Regions from separate parts of the Mus musculus genome. Here regions 1, 2, 3 and 5 are each linked to region 4. Evidence: chromatin contacts called from public HiChIP or PLAC-seq data. All regions are on one chromosome and are shown on one strand. Each heading gives the region's core, a stretch centred on a gene start, on an enhancer-like site or on the middle of the called end of the contact. The rest is flanking DNA. Distances are from core to core; before and after follow the strand shown. Region 1 has its middle 13 kb from the start of Cpsf4l. Region 2 holds the start of D11Wsu47e (DNA segment, Chr 11, Wayne State University 47, expressed). Region 3 has its middle 16 kb from the start of Gm39471. Region 4 holds the start of Sdk2 (sidekick cell adhesion molecule 2). Region 5 has its middle 19 kb from the start of Gm31399.

The links. HiChIP or PLAC-seq counts read pairs in DNA pulled down with a chosen protein or histone mark.
Region 1: a contact with region 4 is called in an H3K4me3 HiChIP or PLAC-seq map of forebrain, with 2.4 times the contacts expected there. The contact joins the enhancer-like site here to the promoter of Sdk2 in region 4. A contact is called at or near these places in 3 of 484 Hi-C or Micro-C datasets (embryonic stem cells and myocytes) and 4 of 115 datasets of contacts at active chromatin or transcription factors (craniofacial prominence, embryonic forebrain, forebrain and 1 more).
Region 2: an H3K4me3 HiChIP or PLAC-seq map of embryonic stem cells shows a contact between it and region 4, with 10 read pairs. The contact joins the promoter of D11Wsu47e here to the promoter of Sdk2 in region 4. A contact is called at or near these places in 3 of 39 promoter capture datasets (embryonic stem cells, hippocampal neurons and pre-B cells), 2 of 484 Hi-C or Micro-C datasets (embryonic stem cells and trophoblast stem cells), 4 of 115 datasets of contacts at active chromatin or transcription factors (the SCID.adh cell line, embryonic forebrain, embryonic midbrain and 1 more) and 2 of 9 other capture datasets (embryonic stem cells and pancreatic islet).
Region 3: an H3K4me3 HiChIP or PLAC-seq map of forebrain shows a contact between it and region 4, with 8 times the contacts expected there. The contact joins the enhancer-like site here to the promoter of Sdk2 in region 4. A contact is called at or near these places in 3 of 39 promoter capture datasets (embryonic stem cells, hippocampal neurons and pre-B cells), 16 of 484 Hi-C or Micro-C datasets (cardiomyocytes, cerebellar granule neurons, cerebellum and 8 more), 9 of 115 datasets of contacts at active chromatin or transcription factors (astrocytes, embryonic basal ganglia, embryonic forebrain and 6 more) and 1 of 9 other capture datasets (embryonic stem cells).
Region 5: a contact with region 4 is called in an H3K4me3 HiChIP or PLAC-seq map of embryonic forebrain, with 7 times the contacts expected there. The contact joins the enhancer-like site here to the promoter of Sdk2 in region 4. A contact is called at or near these places in 2 of 39 promoter capture datasets (hippocampal neurons and pre-B cells), 1 of 15 datasets of contacts at CTCF or cohesin (stem cell-derived epiblast-like cells), 10 of 484 Hi-C or Micro-C datasets (Sertoli cells, cerebral cortex, embryonic fibroblasts and 5 more), 9 of 115 datasets of contacts at active chromatin or transcription factors (VIP interneurons, embryonic basal ganglia, embryonic forebrain and 6 more) and 1 of 9 other capture datasets (embryonic stem cells).

The regions. Positions count from the first base shown.
Region 1 is chr11:113,720,453-113,724,128 of GRCm38.p6, forward strand. No RefSeq gene overlaps it. Among named protein-coding and RNA genes, the nearest start is that of Cpsf4l, 13 kb to the left of the region's middle. Within about 2 kb of position 2,154, at least 18 of the 459 cell types and tissues checked have an H3K27ac peak or open chromatin away from gene starts, as enhancers often do. A contact at or near this core is called in forebrain, where this site is marked.
Region 2 is chr11:113,682,511-113,685,875 of GRCm38.p6, forward strand. D11Wsu47e (DNA segment, Chr 11, Wayne State University 47, expressed) reads left to right here and starts at 1,924. Exons shown (of 5, transcript NM_001361593.1): 1 at 1,924-2,201. Fam104a (family with sequence similarity 104, member A) reads right to left here and starts at 1,641. Exons shown (of 3, transcript NM_138598.5): 1 at 1,352-1,641. The coding sequence starts at 1,575.
Region 3 is chr11:114,467,124-114,470,876 of GRCm38.p6, forward strand. No RefSeq gene overlaps it. Among named protein-coding and RNA genes, the nearest start is that of Gm39471, 16 kb to the right of the region's middle. Within about 2 kb of position 1,413, at least 97 of the 459 cell types and tissues checked have an H3K27ac peak or open chromatin away from gene starts, as enhancers often do. A contact at or near this core is called in cerebellum, cerebral cortex, cortical neurons and 6 more, where this site is marked.
Region 4 is chr11:114,065,309-114,068,605 of GRCm38.p6, forward strand. Sdk2 (sidekick cell adhesion molecule 2) reads right to left here and starts at 1,721. Exons shown (of 45, transcript NM_172800.3): 1 at 495-1,721. The coding sequence starts at 570.
Region 5 is chr11:114,401,716-114,405,225 of GRCm38.p6, forward strand. No RefSeq gene overlaps it. Among named protein-coding and RNA genes, the nearest start is that of Gm31399, 19 kb to the right of the region's middle. Within about 2 kb of position 1,461, at least 32 of the 459 cell types and tissues checked have an H3K27ac peak or open chromatin away from gene starts, as enhancers often do. A contact at or near this core is called in cerebral cortex, embryonic forebrain and stem cell-derived motor neurons, where this site is marked.

The DNA.
Region 1 (3,676 bases), core at 904-3,403, 340 kb before region 4:
CAGGAACCTCTGACTCAAGAGTTCTACCTGTCTCTGAGTGCTAGGATTAAAGGTAGAACCACAAGCTGGCTGTGCATTCATTTTTAAAAGAGCCATGTGTTAAAGGCTTTGTCCTCAGGACAGTACTGTGGGAAGATGGTGGGACCTTTAAAAGGCAGGGCCTAAGCCAGGCAGTGATGGCGCACGCTTTAATCCCAGTACTTGCGAGGCAGAGGCAGGCAGATTTCTGAGTTCGAGGCCAGCCTGGTCTATACAGTGAAACCCTGTCTCAAAAAACCAAAACCAAAACCAAAACAAACAGACAAAAAAGGCAGGGCCTCGTGGGAGGTCTTTAGGACATTGGGGATGTGACTTGATAGATAGTACCACTACGCTTCCACCCTGCCCTGGGCCCATCCTCGTCTTCTTCCTCATCCCTAGGACAGAGAGTAAGTGGTCTATACCACCATGACGCTCTGCCTCTACCCAGTCCTGAGAACAGGACCAACAGACTAACTGGAACCTGGAGCTTGAGTTAAAACGAACCTTTTTGCTTTCTAAGGTGATTCTCCTAGGCATTTGTTATGGTGATGGAAAGCTGACAACAGATTCTGATTCCCCCAGCCACTGGTCTGGTCAGCCTTCCCCTCCCATAACCGTTACCAGCACCCAAGCTCAGGCCATCAGCTAGGTGTGCCCTTGCCTAAGTAAGAGCCTGTCTTGCAGTTCATGTACTGACTTCTGTTCTGTTGCTGGGCTAAGTGACTCTTCCTAAGGGGACTGGGATGCCTATCATTTTATGACTATTACTTTATTTTTTTTAATTAATTATTTGGTGGGGGGGTTTCGAGACAAGGTTTCTCTGTATAGCCCTGGCTGTCCTGGAACTCACTCTGTAGACCAGGCTGGCCTCAAACTCAGAAATTCACCTGTCTCTGCCTCCCAAGTGCTGGGATTAAAGGCATGCGCCACCATGACCGGCTTACTTTATTTTTGAGACAGGGTCTCACTATAGAGCTCTGTCTGGCCTGACACTCATCATGTAGACCAGGCTGGCCTCAAACTCCCTGAGATCCACATGCATCTGATTCCGGAGTTCTGGAATTAAAGCTCTGGGCCACTGTACCCAGCCATTTAACTAACTAACTATCTATCTATCTATCTATCTATCTATCTATCTATCTTATTTTATATGTATGAGTATTTTGCCTGAATGTATGTACACGCACCATGCATGTGTATGCCTTATACCACAGAAGTCAGAAGAGGGCCATCAGGTCCCTGGGATCAGATTATCATGAGCCACCATGTTGGTGCTGGGAATTGAACTCAGGTCCTCTGTAAGAACAAGTGTGTTGGTGCTTGGTTCTAATGCTTTGATTTAATTGGGAATCTGCATGTCCAAATGCTAAGGGTCCTTATCTCCAGTTGGGTTTTGATCGATTAATAAAGATGCCCATGACCAATGGTTGGGCAAAGGGAGACAGGGCGGGAGCCTTAGGTTTGTGCAGGCTAGGATGTGGGAGAGAAAGGGGAGGGGGTGAAGAATCACCAGGTTTCAGAGGGAGACGGATCAGATTTAGAGGTGCAGAAGGAAAATCATCCAAAATGTGAGAAGGAATGCAGCCCCCAAAAGGGCTGCCCAGAAGCCTCTTGGGCAGCAAAGATTGGGGGGCCTCCCAGAAGGAACAAGGCGGCAAAGATAGATCATAGATTTAGAAGGTGTAGAGTCAGGAGTACAGGAGGGGAATCTATGATAGCCGGGTGGAGGATTAGAACTACCCAGCCTTTGAGTTATCCAAGGCATTTCAAAAATAAGCTAGTGTGTGTGTGTGTGTGTGTGTGTGTGTGTGTGTGTGTGTGTGTGTGTGTGATTCTTGGATCCAAAGAGTTCCTGGGCGGGTGGCTGGAAGTGCGCGACCCTCAGGGAGCGCAGAGCGGTTAGCTAAACACAAGCGCTCTTAAAAAATGAAATCAAACCGAAACAAAATTCATTTTAGACTTCAGTATCAAAAAGGAAAAAAAAATCAAAACACTAAACTGCCCTGTGTCCATTCATCTCTTAACCCTGTGGATCGATAAATAGATCTCCCTCTGTCTTGACAGAGAGCCCAGAGCCCAGTGCGGGTCCACCTGAACACCAGGGGTCATGGACGATTTGTTCCAGTCTTGTTTTTTCTGTTCTATTTTTACCCCATTGTGTTCCATGTGATTTCATAAGCTGCCTCCAAACTTTCTGGAACAGAATGGGCACAGAAAGAAAACACAATTCGGTAGAGCCCTGTGGTCTCGGCAGGTTGCTTTTGTTTATTTGCTGTGTTGTGTCACCTTAGGATTGGATTCGTGGGGTTGGAGGGGCATAGCTACCTTTGACTCTTTCTGTCCCCCTTATCTAGGAGTCTCTCCCCAGGGCCACAGCAACTAAGTGAGACTCGGCAACAGGCTGCTGCGACCAAACCACCACCGTCCATCTGCCTGCCGCCATGCTTGGCTCCCTCCCTCCCCCAGAGCGCTCTTCCTGGTCTCCCATCTGGCTGATGGCAGGAAGCCTCTGGGCCTAGAGGAGCTTGCGAAGGGAGAGGGATGGTAAGCAGATGAATGCTCTTTTTATTCTTAGCTTTTTCCTGCATCCTAACTCAGAGCCTCGGCTAGGAATGGATGGATGTGCACAGGTTAGAGCTGTAGTCCAGGGTACCAAGAACGGCATCATCTGCTCAGGTGTGGATGGGATGGGAAGGTCTGGTCGGGGTGGATGGGGCCACATGCACACCTGTGAAGGCTAACCCCTTCATCTCTCCCGGAGTTTCTAACCTCCCCCTACCCTGCCCCCAGTGCTTGATGCATGGGGTCCAACCCCCAGTCTGTCCCAAGCTGGAGAGTTTTTCTCTCTCTCTGCTCTGTGCTTCTCCTCGGTCCCCTGTTGTCCAGTCTCCATCTTCCAATCTGTAACATGGGGGCGACTGGGAGCCGGATTCGATGCTTGGATGATAAGAATCCCCGGGATGTCAGGATTGTGACATCTTCCATTCCTTTCAGCTGCTTCCCCCTGGGATGTGGTGGGAGCCTTGGTGGAGAGAAGAGGGGGTGACTTTGGGTATAGGGGAATGCTGGGACACCACACAGGAGCAGCTCAGGCTAGATCTGAGGCTGTGGGCTCCGGAGGCAAAGGGTTGGCTCAGTGTGCTGGTCCAGCCTGGCTGAGGTGGGACAGACAAGGTGAGTGTGGAAAGGGAAGGACCTATGCACTGTCTGGTGGGCAGAGCCAGCACCCCCTTGGGGAATGAAACATTGTCCCTGAAAAGCCAGAGTTGTCAGTTTCCCTTAGACGGGGCTGCCATTGAGGCCTCTGTCATGTGCAGCCCTCTGGGCACTGGGACTTCATTCTAGGTCCTAGTGTGTAGATCACTTTTGCCGAAAGGCCTAATAGTTGTGAAAATGACTCTAGGGGCCATTCCTGGTGTGTCCTGGCTCCTCCAGTCACTAGTTGTGTGGGGCCTATAAGCTCCTTCATCTTGAGTTGTCTCATCAAGTGTGCTCTGACCATCGAGGTGGCTCAGAGGCCAAGGGTGCTTGCTTCTACATCGACCCGAGTTCAATCCCTATAACCCACACAGTGGAAGGAAATACCTCTACGGGTCTGGGGCAAACACCCCTCCTGCTGCACATACTCCCCTATAAATAAATATAATTAATGTAA
Region 2 (3,365 bases), core at 674-3,173, 380 kb before region 4:
TTACTATAGAACCAAAATCAGTCACTCAATTCAGTCTAGGGACCTTAAAATTCTCACCACTGGATCAAGTCATCTCAGAATGTTGGGGAACCCCAGTCCCATGAAATAACTGTTTCAGGGAGAAGCCTTGCAAAACAATGATTACATTCATAACCAAAGAATGCAAGGAACAAGACTCAGGGCTGAGGAGATGGCCCAGCCACGGAAGACCCCTGTTAGTCCTACAGAGGACTGGGGTTTTGTTCCCAGCCCTCCTCTGAGTCTACGTTGACACTAGACACGCACGTCGTGATGTACATACATATACACAGGCAAACCACTCATACACATAAAATAAAATAAGTAAAATCATTTATGAGAGAAAATAAAAAAGCAAGCCTACGATCCACCTTCTTTAAGCCTGAGACGACTACGGAATAAAGAGCCGCGAGCCTGAATAGACTTAGATAAATAAATGAGTCTCTCTAAATCCGTTCTCTGTTCTCCACCAGAGAAATGAAAAAGTACAACTTAGCGTAGATGTAGATAGATCGTCAAGCATCTTATTAGGAGACTTTCCAGTAAGAAATAAAGCCAGCCTTCTTCATTCTGAGGTAAGGCGTCCCAACTTACTTCTTCCCAGACGGAAAATAAGGAGAAAAGAAACTTCATCTGGATCGGGCCTAAAGCCCCGAGGGGCCGCCCGCCTAGTGAGGGTTGAGAGTAACTCGTGGTGTTAGCCACCTCCCTGCTCCCAGCCAACTGGCCCCTCATCCAAACTGTTTAGAATCCTGCCTGCTAATGCTACAACCGAGAGTGGGTCACCACCCACCCGGGTCCATCAGATGAGGGAGGGCACAGCGCTGCGGTCTGCCCTAAGCCCTCCCAGCTGCAGGGGTTAAGCCCAACCCCCGCCTTTCTCCTGACCTTGGGGCGCCAGCAGCTCCCCGCCCCCGAAGCATCCCGTCCCCTCTCCGAGGCGCCTCGCTCGAAGGGAGCCATCTCTTCCAGATCGGCCATCCCTCCCATCCCCCTACCACCACCGCCCGCCTCAATTTAGGAAGGACCACACCGTCCGTCTCGTCGGGCCGAACAAACCTCATTCCGAAGCGGAAAGGGCAGAAGACGAAGAAAACAAGGAAAAGACGGAGAAGGGGCAGCCCTGGATTCCAGAGCGTCGCCTCCCTGGCTGCCCACGGGGTCCAAGTGTCAGAGGCGGCGCCACCTTCTCCCCTCCGCCTCCTCCGACCGCAGAGCAGCGCAGCCCAGAGCCTCGCACCACCACCCCGCCGGCTCCGTCCGCCCCTCGGCTCCAGAGCGCACATCCTCGGCCGAGGGGCCGCGGAGAAAGCGGGTTCCCCCCTTCCCTCACCTGGGGCGGAGGCGCTCGCTCATGGCAGCTGGTGAAGGCGAGCGACGCGGCGCCGCCCCGCGCCGACAGCGAACAGTCGGAGCTGTGTCCCGGCGCCCGCCACGCCCACCCGCACGGGTCTGAGCTCTGACCGCCGCCGCGCGGGTGGTTGCTGCGGGCGCTGAGTCCCCCTCGGGCCGACCCGGACCACAGCCACTTCCGGTGTCGCCTCCGCGCCTCCCCATGTCGCAGGCGCCGTGGTACTGTCCTCCTGCGGCTGCGCGGAGGCGGGACGCCGGCCGCGCTTTCCCATCACCGCGCACGCAGGAAGAGGCGGGTCCCAGAGGGAAGACTGACCGGGAACTTCCAGGACCCCCGTTTAGGTGTCCGGGGCAGCCGCCTGTTCAAAAACAAAACAGGACACGACGTAAAAGTCAAGCCAGATTTTAGATAAATTACATTATTTGACGATCATTGATACTTGTCTCTGCGTTAAGCCTCTCTAAGGTGAAAATTTTAAAAAGAACCAGACGAGCTCCATCAGGCACAGACGCGGACGGCCACAGGCTCAGGGGTCCTCTGGTTGGGAAGGTGTTGGTGGGCTCCGGGTTCTAAGAGTGTGCGGCGTGGAACTTCGCGTCTCCGAACGGTGCGGAGCCCGTTCCATGGAGTAGCTAAGGGCTGGGCTATTTTTCCGCGACCTTTGTTGCAGGTCAAGAGAGGAGTGCGGAACAGGCGAACGGGATAACGGAGTTCCGTACCGGGAAGGGCCACGCCCACCTGCTGGAAGAGGCCGGACCGAGAGGTGTGGGGGAGACCGGCAGGCGTGGGAACGCGGCGGTGTGGACGGAGCTGCCTCGCGGCTGGCGAGGTGAGCTTGATCAGTGGCGAATCGCGAGGTCCCTGCCCGCCGTGAGTTGCGCACACCTGTCATCCCCATTCTTGGGAGGAGAAGCTGCAAGACCAGGAGGTCAGAATCATCCTCGACTGTGTAACAAGTTCGAAGCCAGCCTGGGCTACTTGAGACCTTGTCTCCCATGTGATCTCACCACCACCACCAGAATACGTGTACTCTAAGACTTGGGGAAGTCTTAACTTTGGTTGTCAGACGCATTCCCTTTTCTCTGTCAGGAGCATAATCCAGTTCTTTGTCTAGGACTCAGTACTATCAGCTCCCCACCTTACACAAACTGATATTCAGAGTTTCTGCCAAACGTGAACAGTGATCCATAAGCATGGGGGTCTTTAGGAGAGTCGACAAGAGGTCAGGCAGGAAAACGAAACCCCTGTTAAAGTGTAGGGTGTAGAGTCTGGCGTAGTAATGCACGCCTTTTAATCCCACTACTCAGGAGGCAGAGCAAGCTGATCTATGTGAGTTCAAGGCCATCCTGGTCTACCTAGTGAGAGTTCCAGGGAAGACAAGGCTACCAGGTAAGACCCCATCATCTCAAAAAAGTCTACCGTTAAAACTGGAAAGTCCAACCGGGCGGCGGTGGCGCGCGCCTTTAATCCCAACACTTGGGAGGCAGAGGCAGGCGGATTTCTGAGGTCAAGGCCAGCCTGGTCTACGGAGTGAGTTCCAGGACAGCCAGGGCTACACAGAGAAACCCTGTCTCCAAAACAAAACAAACAAAAAAACTGGAAAGCCCATGTATTGTCTTTGTCGTGTGCCCTTCAGTGCGGCAGTGCATTCTCACTAACAGAAGACTTATGGTGCACTCGGTGGGAAACAGTTTGGGTGTGCCTTTTATGAACGATAAAGTAATGGTTGCTTTAAACAAATGGATTTTTATCTTGTAAAGTGGTTTCAGACTCAGGGTTTGGGGGGTTTGTTTGTTTTTTATTTTTTTTAATCTATTTACTGGCCAGGAGGTATTTTCAGTCACGGTATTAAATAGTTATAGTAAACATGTTTATTCGTTCAACAAATGTCACATACCAGCGTCAGTGGTAGAGGTGTGTCTGCGTGGGCATTGATGGAGAGACAATCTCCCTGTGTAGTCCAGGCTGCCATTAAACCACCTTAGCTTCCTCA
Region 3 (3,753 bases), core at 163-2,662, 400 kb after region 4:
CTAGACATCAGGCTACAGGTGGTGACACGCGTCCCCACCTATAAAATGGACACCTCTTAACTACATGTCTTCCTCCTCACCCACATAGTCAGAGTCACACATTCCTTCCCTAGAATTCCCTCTCTTCTTCCTACCACCCAGGAATTGGGGATATAACACGACTGTAGGCTCCTGCTGTGGCTCACAAACCAACCACATGACATGAAACCTCCACCCTCCATAAGAAGGAGGCCCCACCCCCACCCCCCGAAATGCCTCCTGAGCCTGGGAGCTCCTAAGAGCTTCTGCCATGCTGCTGTCTGTCTGTCCTGTCTGCCTGTCTATGACAGTGCTTCTAACCCTGTGGGTCATGACCCCTTTGGCAAGCCTCCATCACCAAAAGCATTCATATTACTGTTCATAGCAGCAGCAAAGTTACAGTTGTGAGGTAGTAATGAAAGTCATTTTATGGTTGGGGGTCACCACCATATGAGGGACTGTATAAAGGGTGGTAGTGTTAGGAAAGTTGAGAACCAATGCTCTATGGTGTTATTTGCAATTCTAATAAATCTCTTACACTCATATGACAGCCTGCCTCAGTCTCTCCCTTAAACCCCAAACCCCAAAGCCTTCCAATAACTTCTTGAGTATCTCCCCTAACATGGAGGAGTCTGGAGAGGATTGCCCACTTAGGGAACAGTGATGGGCACACAGCTGGACTGAGGTTGGCAGCAGCTCCAAGACGGGTCCGTGAAGTCTGGCTGGCATCCAGAACTTTGTAGTGGGATGCTAATCCCTCTGGCTAGTGCAGATAGCCACCTGCACACCCTGGGGTCCTCAGGGGCCACCACTCCACTTCCCCAACTCTAGCAGAGGAAAGCACAAAGCAGCCGCCTGGAGAATTAGCTCAAGTGACACTCACTTTGTATACACATGTTTACAACCAGGGCCAGATGGCGAAGTGTTGGATCCGTTTCAACTCCACTCGAGTGAGCTTAGCTGAGCCCAGCTTTGCATGCAGCCCAGGGCAGCAGCATAGGAGAGGGCAATCCCTCCCTCCAACGCCCACCCTCAACCGGCTCCTGATCTGAGAGGGGATGGATGTACGAGACCTCACTGAAAGCTGCCTCGGCTTGCCAGCTGTCAGAACTTCTTATCAAACATCCTGAAATTCTTCAGACAGAAGAAAGACACAGAACCCACTCTGATATGTTGTTTCTTTCTTTTTTCTTTCTTTCTTTGTTTCTTTTTTTTTTTTTAAACATAAGTAAATAAATAAAGAAATCTCACTTGATGGGAAGGAGTTTGTGAACAATCACGAACAACGGTGTTTGTGCTGCCAAATGATTTGTACTGGCAGGAAGAGAGGGTGGCAGATCACACAGAGCGATTGTTTCCCAAACTCTGGAGGCGGCCTCCAGTGACAGAGTGACTGGGAGGAGGAAGGGGCTGGCAGAGTGCCGGGGAGCGAGAGCCTAGGGGGAGGGGCAACAGTCTTCTTCCCCTAGTGGAATGATTGCCCCCCCCCCGGGGGGGTGTAGTCTACCAGAAGGCCAAGAGGAACAGGACTGCCCAGCTCTGAGGAGCCTGAGCTGAACTGACAGGACAGCGTGGGAGACTGTGAAGTAGTGAGGGCAAGCAAGAGCTTACTCCCCAAATCACACCCCCTAAACCAAATTTATTGGGTAAAATAAAGCCTATGGAAGCCAGGTACAACAACACCAAAAGAAGAGAGAGACAGAGACACAGAGAGAGACAGACAGAGACAGAGAGGAGCAACCAAGGGAAGGGGGAGAAAGAGAACGGAAAGGGGGAGAGAAGAAGGGAGGGAAAAAGAAGGAAGGGAGGGAAAAAGAGAAGGAAGGGAGGAAAAAGGAAAAAGTAAGGAAAAGAAGGAAGGAGGGTGGAAAAAAGAAGGGAGGGGAAGAAGGTGGGAGGGAAGGAAAGGAGGAAAAACAAAAAACAATCCCCAGGTTTTGCGATCTTAGGACCCCTCAGTCCAAAGTAGCTCTGACTATCCACCCATCTCCCCAACCAACACCTCTCCTCTGTATGGGGAGAGGTGGCTCTGTTTCTGACAAAATGTTTCCTTTGCTTTGTTTTGTCATTGACTTCCCAAGGTATTGCTGAGTCTCACCTATAGGATGGTTCCTGACCTAGGGACTCCATCAGCATTTGCGGAAGGAAGGAAGGAAGGAAGGAAGGAAGGAAGGAAGGAAGGAAGGAAGGAAGGAAGGAAGGAATTGCCCATACCTCTATGCTGCTCATGATGGTGCTAACAGGAGTGCCTAGCCACACTCTCCTGGCTAGCCCTCCTCTTCCTCCTCCTCCTTCTTTTCCTCTTCCTCCTTTTCCTCCTCCTCCTCCTTTTCCTCTTCCTCCTTTTCCTCCTCCTCCTCCTTTTCCTCTTCCTCCTTTTCCTCCTCCTCCTCCTTTTCCTCTTCCTCCTTTTCCTCCTCCTCCTCCTTTCCCTCCTCCTCCTTTTCCTCCTCCTCCTCCTTTCCCTCCTCCTTCCCCTCTTCCTTCTCCACCCTCCCCCTCTTCCTCCTCCCTCCTCCCCCTCCTCCCCATCTTCCTCCTTTTCCTCCTCTTCGTCCTTTTCCTCCTTTTCCTCTTCCTCCTCCTCCTCCTCCAGTTCCTGGGACCAACCCCAGAGTAGGGTGTACAGGGTGAGGGAGAGACAGACAGCTCATAGTAATTGCCAAGCTAATGAGCTGGGACTAAGAAGCAAAATGCAAGGACTATGGGATGGAGGGCGAGGCTGGAGACTCTTCCAGCCATGGTTATTTAGAAGACTCTGAAATTGAGAATAAGCTGGGTTTCATTACTGGATAATGAGCCCGAATCATAGAAGAAAGGGCTGGCTGGCTGGCTGGCTGGAACAGGAAAAGAGCCTCTCTCACCCTCCTGCCTCAGACAAGAGCCAAGGAAATCAGGTGTCTCAGAAGAGACGGGCTCCAGGCCCAGAGACAGGCTCCCAAGCCAATCTGATGGAGATAATGAAGAGGTGAAGGTCCAGATGAACATCTCTACCTTTCTCCAAAGACAGTAGAAGCAGCCGTACCTCAGGCCAAGCTAGCTTCAGCTCATGGCTGCAGCCACCGTTGAGACCCCTGAAGACAACTTGAACATCCGATATCTTTGGTGATCTCTAGGCATGGCCTTCCCTGCACCCTGCAGCCTGCAATCTGAGCATCTATGTCCCAAGTGCAGACAAAGGCTGATAGCTCCTGACACCTACTGGAACCACCTTTACTGTCCTCAAACAAAGGGTATGACCTGAAGGAGGAAGGAGGAGCCATGCCCCACCCCAGTATATCACACGCCTGCAGATTGTAGACAACATCACTTAGGTGTGGTGCTTTGAAAGAAAACGCTCCCCATAGGCCCATAGGGAGTACACTGTTAAGAGAAGTGGCCTCATTGGAGTGGGTGTGGCCTCATTGGAGGAAGTGTATCTCTGTAGGGATGGGCTTTGAGGTCTCCTATGCTCAAGCTATGCCCAGTATGGCTCACAGTCTCCTTCTGCTGCCTGCAGATGTGGATGTAGAGCTCTCAGCTCCTTCTCTATCACCACCCCTGCCTGCACACTGCCAGGCTTCTCACCGAGATGATAAAGGACTAAACCTCTGAAACCACAAGCCAGCCCTGATTAAATGCGTGCCTTTATAACAGTCACTGTGGTCATGGTGTCTCTTCACAGCAATAAAACCCTAACTAAGGGCTGGAGAGATGGCTCAGAGGTTAAGAACACTGTCTGCTCTTTCAGAGGTC
Region 4 (3,297 bases), core at 471-2,970:
GGCCAGGCAGCCAGGCGCGGGCTCCCATACATGGCTAACCAGAGTATCTGCTCTTGAGGGGAAATCAAGCGGGCACCCTGAGCCACCACTACGGCTTCTTCCCAGCTTCTGCCCGCCCCATCTTCTCGCCCTGGGACCACACAGTGCCTGCCTGCCATGGTTTGCCCTTCCTTTCGGACGTCAAGCAGGACCAGGAGCTTAGGGAGTTCAATGGAGCCAAGACACAGAATGACGCGCCCCTCCTACCCCGACCAGAGAGTATCCACAAAGGTCCACCTCCCCGTAACCTCACCTTTCCGGTCCAGAAAGGTCAGAAGTATCAGACACTGCCCCACCCCAAACAGAGCTCCAAAAGTCGAAGAAGCGGGGAGCATTGAGACGTACAAGAGATGGTCCAGCTTGGGCCAAACGCGGTGTCTTAGGGGGGTTACCTCTCTTCTGCCCACCCAAACCCCTTCTCCAGTTCCACGTGGAGAAAGTCACCCATACCGTACCTTGGGCCCCGGCCGAGTGGATCCGATGCAGGGCCAGTAGAGTCCAGAGCGGCAGCCTCCACATGCTGCTGAACATGCTGACCGAGGGGTCCTCTAAAGTGCCCCCTCTTTGCGAGTTGCTTTATAATCCTTTGGAGTCCCGGGAGACTGTGTGGTCAAGTCCTGGACGCTATGCCCGTAGGGGCCGCACCGGCGACCCCAAATGCTTTCCCCTCTTTCTGCGCTGGCTATTCCGTAAAGCGAGGGGGAGAGCAGAAAGAGGCCAAGCCTCCTCTCAAATTCGGGGTGCCTGTATCCCTTAGCACCCCGACTCAGACTACGTCTCATAGGCAGGGCGACCCCTGCGATCCGGCCTGGTCGCTGGATGAGCTCCCGAATCAGAGGACAACTTCAGGAAACTTCCTCCTGGTGGCCACGTTGCCCGCCTCCCGCCCCTCCCCGCCCCCTGGTTGGGTTCTCCCGGGCCGACGTAGTCACCGCGGTTCCAGGCGCCGGGCCCCTGGGACTTGATGTAAGCGGAGCACAGTAGCAGGCGCGGGCGCCGGGTGTCTTTTAGAAGGGGCGCAGGGCTCGGGGGGCGCGGTTAGCATAACGGTCCGAATCTCCCCGGAGCCGAAGTTTTCTTCTCTTCTAACTTTGCAGAAGGCATCTAAGCGGGGCCGAGCCACCCTTCTCAGCTCCACGGTCCTCGTGCCCAATTCAGTGATTTCGGGGGTACCTCCCCTGGGGCTTCGGTGCGGGGCTCGCCCTAGGCTCTGAGCACCTCCGGCTAGCAAACTTTGCGGGTCCCACGGCCCGGCGCGCAGCCCCGTGCGCCCATGTCTGCGCCAGCTGCGGGCAGGGATGGATGCCCGGTTCGGGTACCCGGCTGGGCGGCCCAGGTTCCAGCCAGCGCCTGGGCACCGCGCCTCTTGCGGGCGATCCTGAGGAGGAGACCGGCGGGTCCTGCTCTCCGCCGCACCCGGGATGGAGCTCGGCGCGAGCCGCACCGGGAAAGCCCTGCCGGCAGCTTTGGGATCCGGGGTTTCGGCGCCGCCTCGGCCCCCCGGCGTTTTCGCCCGGCGCGGGGACCCGAGTCTCCACGGCTGCTCCCGCGCCTCGGCCGCGCCTGCTGCTCGCCCACCTCGGCAGCAGCTGCCTCGCAGAGCCTGGAGCTCTGGGCTGCCCGGGCTCAGCGTCCTCAGAGCTGCTCTGCTGCCGAGCCTGAGAGTCTGCCTGCGCCGAGCTGGAGCTGCGGGGGCAGCGGGAGCCGGAGACGAGCGCGGCGGAGGCGGAGACGCGGAGAGGGGGGCCGAGCGCTACCCCGTGGCCGCGACTGGAGCGCAGCCTGCGCGCAGGGAGGGGGCGGCGGCGGCCCCGAGCCAGGCCCGGGAGCGAGCCCCGCAGAAACCCAATCCGTGTGCGCGGCCGCGGACGCCTGGCGTCTCCGGGACCCACCGGAGGGCAGTAGCGCGGGCTGCAAGCGAGCCGCTCTCTCTGGCCCGGTCTTCTAGCTTCAGCCCACCCTCACTCCTCCCTAGAAGGCCTTATCCCAGTCTCCCATAGGATGAAGCCCCCAGTACCCCTCTGGATTCGACCAGGCAGAACAGTTTGGGAAGGGTGTGTGTGTGTGTTGGGGGGGGGGGGGGTGTCAACCGGTTGATTCCAGTTTTTCCTTCCCAGGTCAGACTCTTTAAAAGTCTGGAAACGCTCAGGGCGGAGAGCAAGATAAAGGGGAAGCCTGGGACTTGCAGAAGGCTGAGAAAGTGAAGTTGGTGCCAAACTCGTGCGTTCTTTGTTTCTTCTTCTTCTTCTGAGCTCCCCCTTTAAAGGCACATTAGCAGCAGAGACACAAAGGAGAGAGCCAGAGGGGTCCTCCCTCGTGGCCCAGGGAAGGGAGCAGAATGTACCTTCTAGTGTGGGAAGGCCAGGAGCTGGAAGACCCCTTTAACAGTTGTACTTACAGGCAACAGACGCCTCTACCTCCGTGGGCTCTTTTCTCTATTAAAAATATTAAAAGTAATATTTTGCGGCTGTGTTGGCGTAAAAACAAATATATTACTACATATTAAAACATTTTCTTTCATTTAAAAGTTCATTTAATTTTTCCCCTGATTTTAAAAGAAATTAAAACAGTTCCGTGGGTTTCCTAAAAGACGGTGTAGTCCCTGGCACTGAGCCTGCTGGGAAAAAAAATCAGTCTTGCAAGGTTGGTATTTCGGCTGGAAAAGGAAGGGTTGAGGCCCGTCACCTTTGCCAGCTTTTCTCTTCATGCCTCCAGGGCCCAGGTCTTCGGAGACACACCCCTGTGGTCTTCCAGTTCTGGTCATTGCCCTTCAGGCATCTCACTGACTTCGAGAGCTCTGCCTCATCTTCTCCAGTCCCCAAGCCTCTTCTCATCGCTATGGACGCAGGCACTGAACACCTCTCATCGCTCTACTGTTCTCTCCTCACCTGCCTTGGAAGAACAGCTTTGAGCATTTAGTGGAAATAGACGAAAAACCTAGCCTGCCTGTCTTCAGCTTTACATTCGTCCACTTCAAACCCTGCTTTTGTCTTTCTCCCTGGCAGTCTGAACCTAGTCCGGGCCTAGGGCTTGTTATCCGACTGAGTTTTTGACTGAGGAGTGGCTTTGGGGATAAGCAGCCTAGATCTCTCCCCCTTAGGTGGCCACGCCCCTCCCATCTCTGAGAAACCCAGATTCTGCCTCTCTACCCCCAAGCCCCAGACTCTGAACTACACGCTTGAGAGCTCAGGCCCTGCCCATCCCATCAGAAACAGCTGTTCTTTAGGGTGTTGTTACAGGGCTTGCTCACAGAGGGGG
Region 5 (3,510 bases), core at 211-2,710, 340 kb after region 4:
GTGTGTGTCTGTGCATGTGTGTTCATGTGTGTGTGTGTGCATATATGTGTGCATGTGTGTGTCTGTGCATATGTGTGCATGTGTGTGCCTGTGTGTGCACGTGTGTATGTGGGTGGGTGTGTATGTGCATGCACGTGTATGTATATACAGGTGTGTATCTGTGAGAGTGCAAATGCACACATGCATATATGGATAGAGGCCAGAGGAAAATGCTGGGTGTCCTTCTACCCCATTACCAGAGACACGGTCTCTCTTCCACCTCATTACCAGAGACAGGCTCTCTCACCATTTTGATTAGTAAGTCAACCAGCTTCTGGGATCCTACTATCTCCACCTCGGTATGGTTGCAATGACAAGCTTTTGTGTGGGAACTGGGGACTTGAACTCAGGCCTTCAGGCTTGTGGAGCAAGTGCTCTCACACACTGAGCCACCTCACCGGGTTCCTGGAAAGTGCTCTTACCAGAGATAGCAGAGGGATGAGCTTACAGACAGAGGAGAAGGGCCAGTGGAGGGGAGAGCGGAGGAGAAGGCCCCAGAGAGTCAGGAGTGATATCTCTCTCTCTCTCTCTCTCTCTCTCTCTCTCTCTCTCTCTCTGTGTGTGTGTGTGTGTGTGTGTGTGTGTGTGCGCGCGTGCGTGCGCGCGCGTGTGCGTGTGCGTGTGTGTGTGTGTGTGTGTGCAGGGCGAGATACAACAGGACACTGACAGACAAGACTGAAAGGAGGAGGAGACAGAAGTCCTCCCTAGGAGTCCTCCTGCAGGAACCAACTCTGCTTGAAACTTGAATTTTTTTTCACTTCAGGGAATTACAGAGGACTAGTGCTTTTGTTTTCAGTCACCAGCTGGCACTATTTTGCTCCTGGCTGAGGAAACTCAGGCATCCTTCCCTACTTCTTCCTGGCCACCTCCCAAGCCCCGACCCTGGAGAGACCCTAAGAATCCTGTTTCCTCCCCTCCTCCCTCTCACCTTCCCCCTTTCTTCACATTCATTTCTTGCTGAATCCAGCATCAACATGCGAAATGGTGAGATCCCCATGGCAACCACTCTGATGCCAGAACCCAGGATTAGGACACCAGATCGACCAGAGAGACCGCTGGGAGGTGGGGGTCCCAGCTCTGAGTGAGAAAATCCTCGGCAAAGGGACAACACCCTTGGCTACATTTGCTATTATTTAAAAGAACAAAGCGGCCCAGAACCCCTAACTGCATTTGCAATAAGCAGTCACAAGCCAGAAGGCTGGAAGAAACGGCCCAGGAAGTCTATGACACTACACCGGATCAGCCCTGGTGAAGGGGAGACAAAGACAATGCCACCTTCATAGGTTTCTTCCAGAGACAGAGCCCCGGAAGGGGAGGCCCTCTCTGGTTTCTGTGGCCTCCACAAGTCCCCTGGCTGAGCCCTGGCTGCCCAGTGCCTTGGCTTTAGCCAAGACCTCTGAAGCCACAGCCGGCTGTACCTCACAGCGCCCCCTGCCAGCCTCCCAGTGAACCCTGGGCCTCTCAGCTCTGTCTCCTTTGCGATCCCCACTCAATCATGGAGCAACGCTTCAGCTGTTAGCGTCCTTCTCCACCCTGTCCTGACTGTCACCGCTACCCAGCCTCAAGTCAATTCTGAATCGACCTCAGCGGTTTCTTCACACACCAGCTCAAACTCCACAGGGAATGCCCCAGACTCCCTACGGATGCCTGTATGTATATATAGCTCACCAACTTCTCACACAATGTGCACACACTGTGATTCTTGTTATCACAGACTTAGAGACCAACACACAATCACACACACCCAGACACACACAGAGACTCACCTTTATATCATACAGAGACATGCCACATATTCACACACCAACACACACACACAGAGGACTTACACTCAGTACATATCCACACACTCACACACTTATACCCAGGGACTCACACTCAAAAGTACCCATACACACATCACACACACACACACACAGTCTCACACTCATATACCTCCACAGAAACTAATACACACAGTCACATACCAAAGACAGCACGCAAGACTCACACAATCACTCAGGCATGTTCACACAGACACACCTAAGGACTCACACTCACAGACACTAGCATGAAATACACTGACATACACACAGAGAAGGCATGCATACACAGATACTCAAGCCATGCAGACACACACAGTCAACATTCACACCAACACATAAACACAGACGCATTCATACCAACTCTTACACCAACACAGGAACATGTAGGCACCTACTTACCTCAGAGAATTCATTCACTCAGAAATTCACCTTTATCCAGACACAAATTCACACACAGCCATGCTAGGGACCTTCCTGGGACCTCTGCTTGGACCTTGCAGCAGCCCCAGGAGTTCCCTCTGTGGGCCCGGCAGACCATGTTTGTGACAAGCCATGGCCTTGACTGCCATGATCTGCCTCCCCGTATTAGTGTTCCCAGAGGAATGAGAAAAAGAAAACTAGAAATTGTCCAAAAAGATCCAGAACTCTCTAGAATGTTCCAGAAATCTACAGGCTTGTATAGTAACACAGCAGTGCTATACCAGTGCTATGGTTGGAGCATGGCTGTCTGACTAGATAAACTTGGCACTCTGTTTTATGGAGTCTGGGACCTCAGAAAAGGCTGATCTTCTTGTTGGTCTTCCCTAGAGGGTTCCCAGATAAACACGAAGTTCAAGGACTTCTAGAGGTACCTATAATCTAGGACATCCCAGCCTCCAGATTCCATGAGTCCAGACAAGTCTCTTTTCACTATGCATTCACCAGTCTTATCTATTCTCTAATAGCCACAGGAGATGGTCCAGGGCACATTGCCTGTGCCCTCCTCCACCCTTCTGAGAGTGGTGTGGTCCAGGAGAGCTACAGATCCACATTCCAGCATTTCCTGCCATCTGTTGAGGCTCCTGTGTGCTGTCTGAGCAGCAGAGGGGCCGGCCCATCTGTCTCTATCTGGCGCTGTGCAGGGTCACCTTACATGTGGAGCGATGATGAAGCCGGCTGGTGATGCCTCCTGATGGAAGCAAATTTGACTCCTATAATGGCCTGAGAAAAGGTCATGGCCTGAGACTCTGTATTACTCTGTCACAGAAATTAAAGAAAGAGTTTGGCACAATAAAAGGCTGTCTGTTTGGTGGCCTGCTCACCCTGGCCAGCTTCTTCCTGCTCTCTTTGCTGATAATGCGGATAAGGATCTTCTCAGAGTGGCAGGCAGGATAAATTGGCTCTCCAGCCTCACGGGCAAGCCTTGGAAGGCAGGTGTCCCTCCAACCTCCACACGGAACAGCTTGGGATGAAAATAGCTACAGGGCACGGAGGTCTTGGGGAAGAGTGTCTGTCCACCAACTTTCTCCCTGTACTTTCTCCAGAGTCACCCCACTCTAACCCCAAGGGACAAAAATAGAAAATATCTCCGGGGCTAACAGTATGCTAAGTGATTCCCAGAGTAGGGAAGAGATGTGTGGTGATCAGATGCGCAGGTGCAAGTTCTGTGGGTTGTTTTCTAATTCAC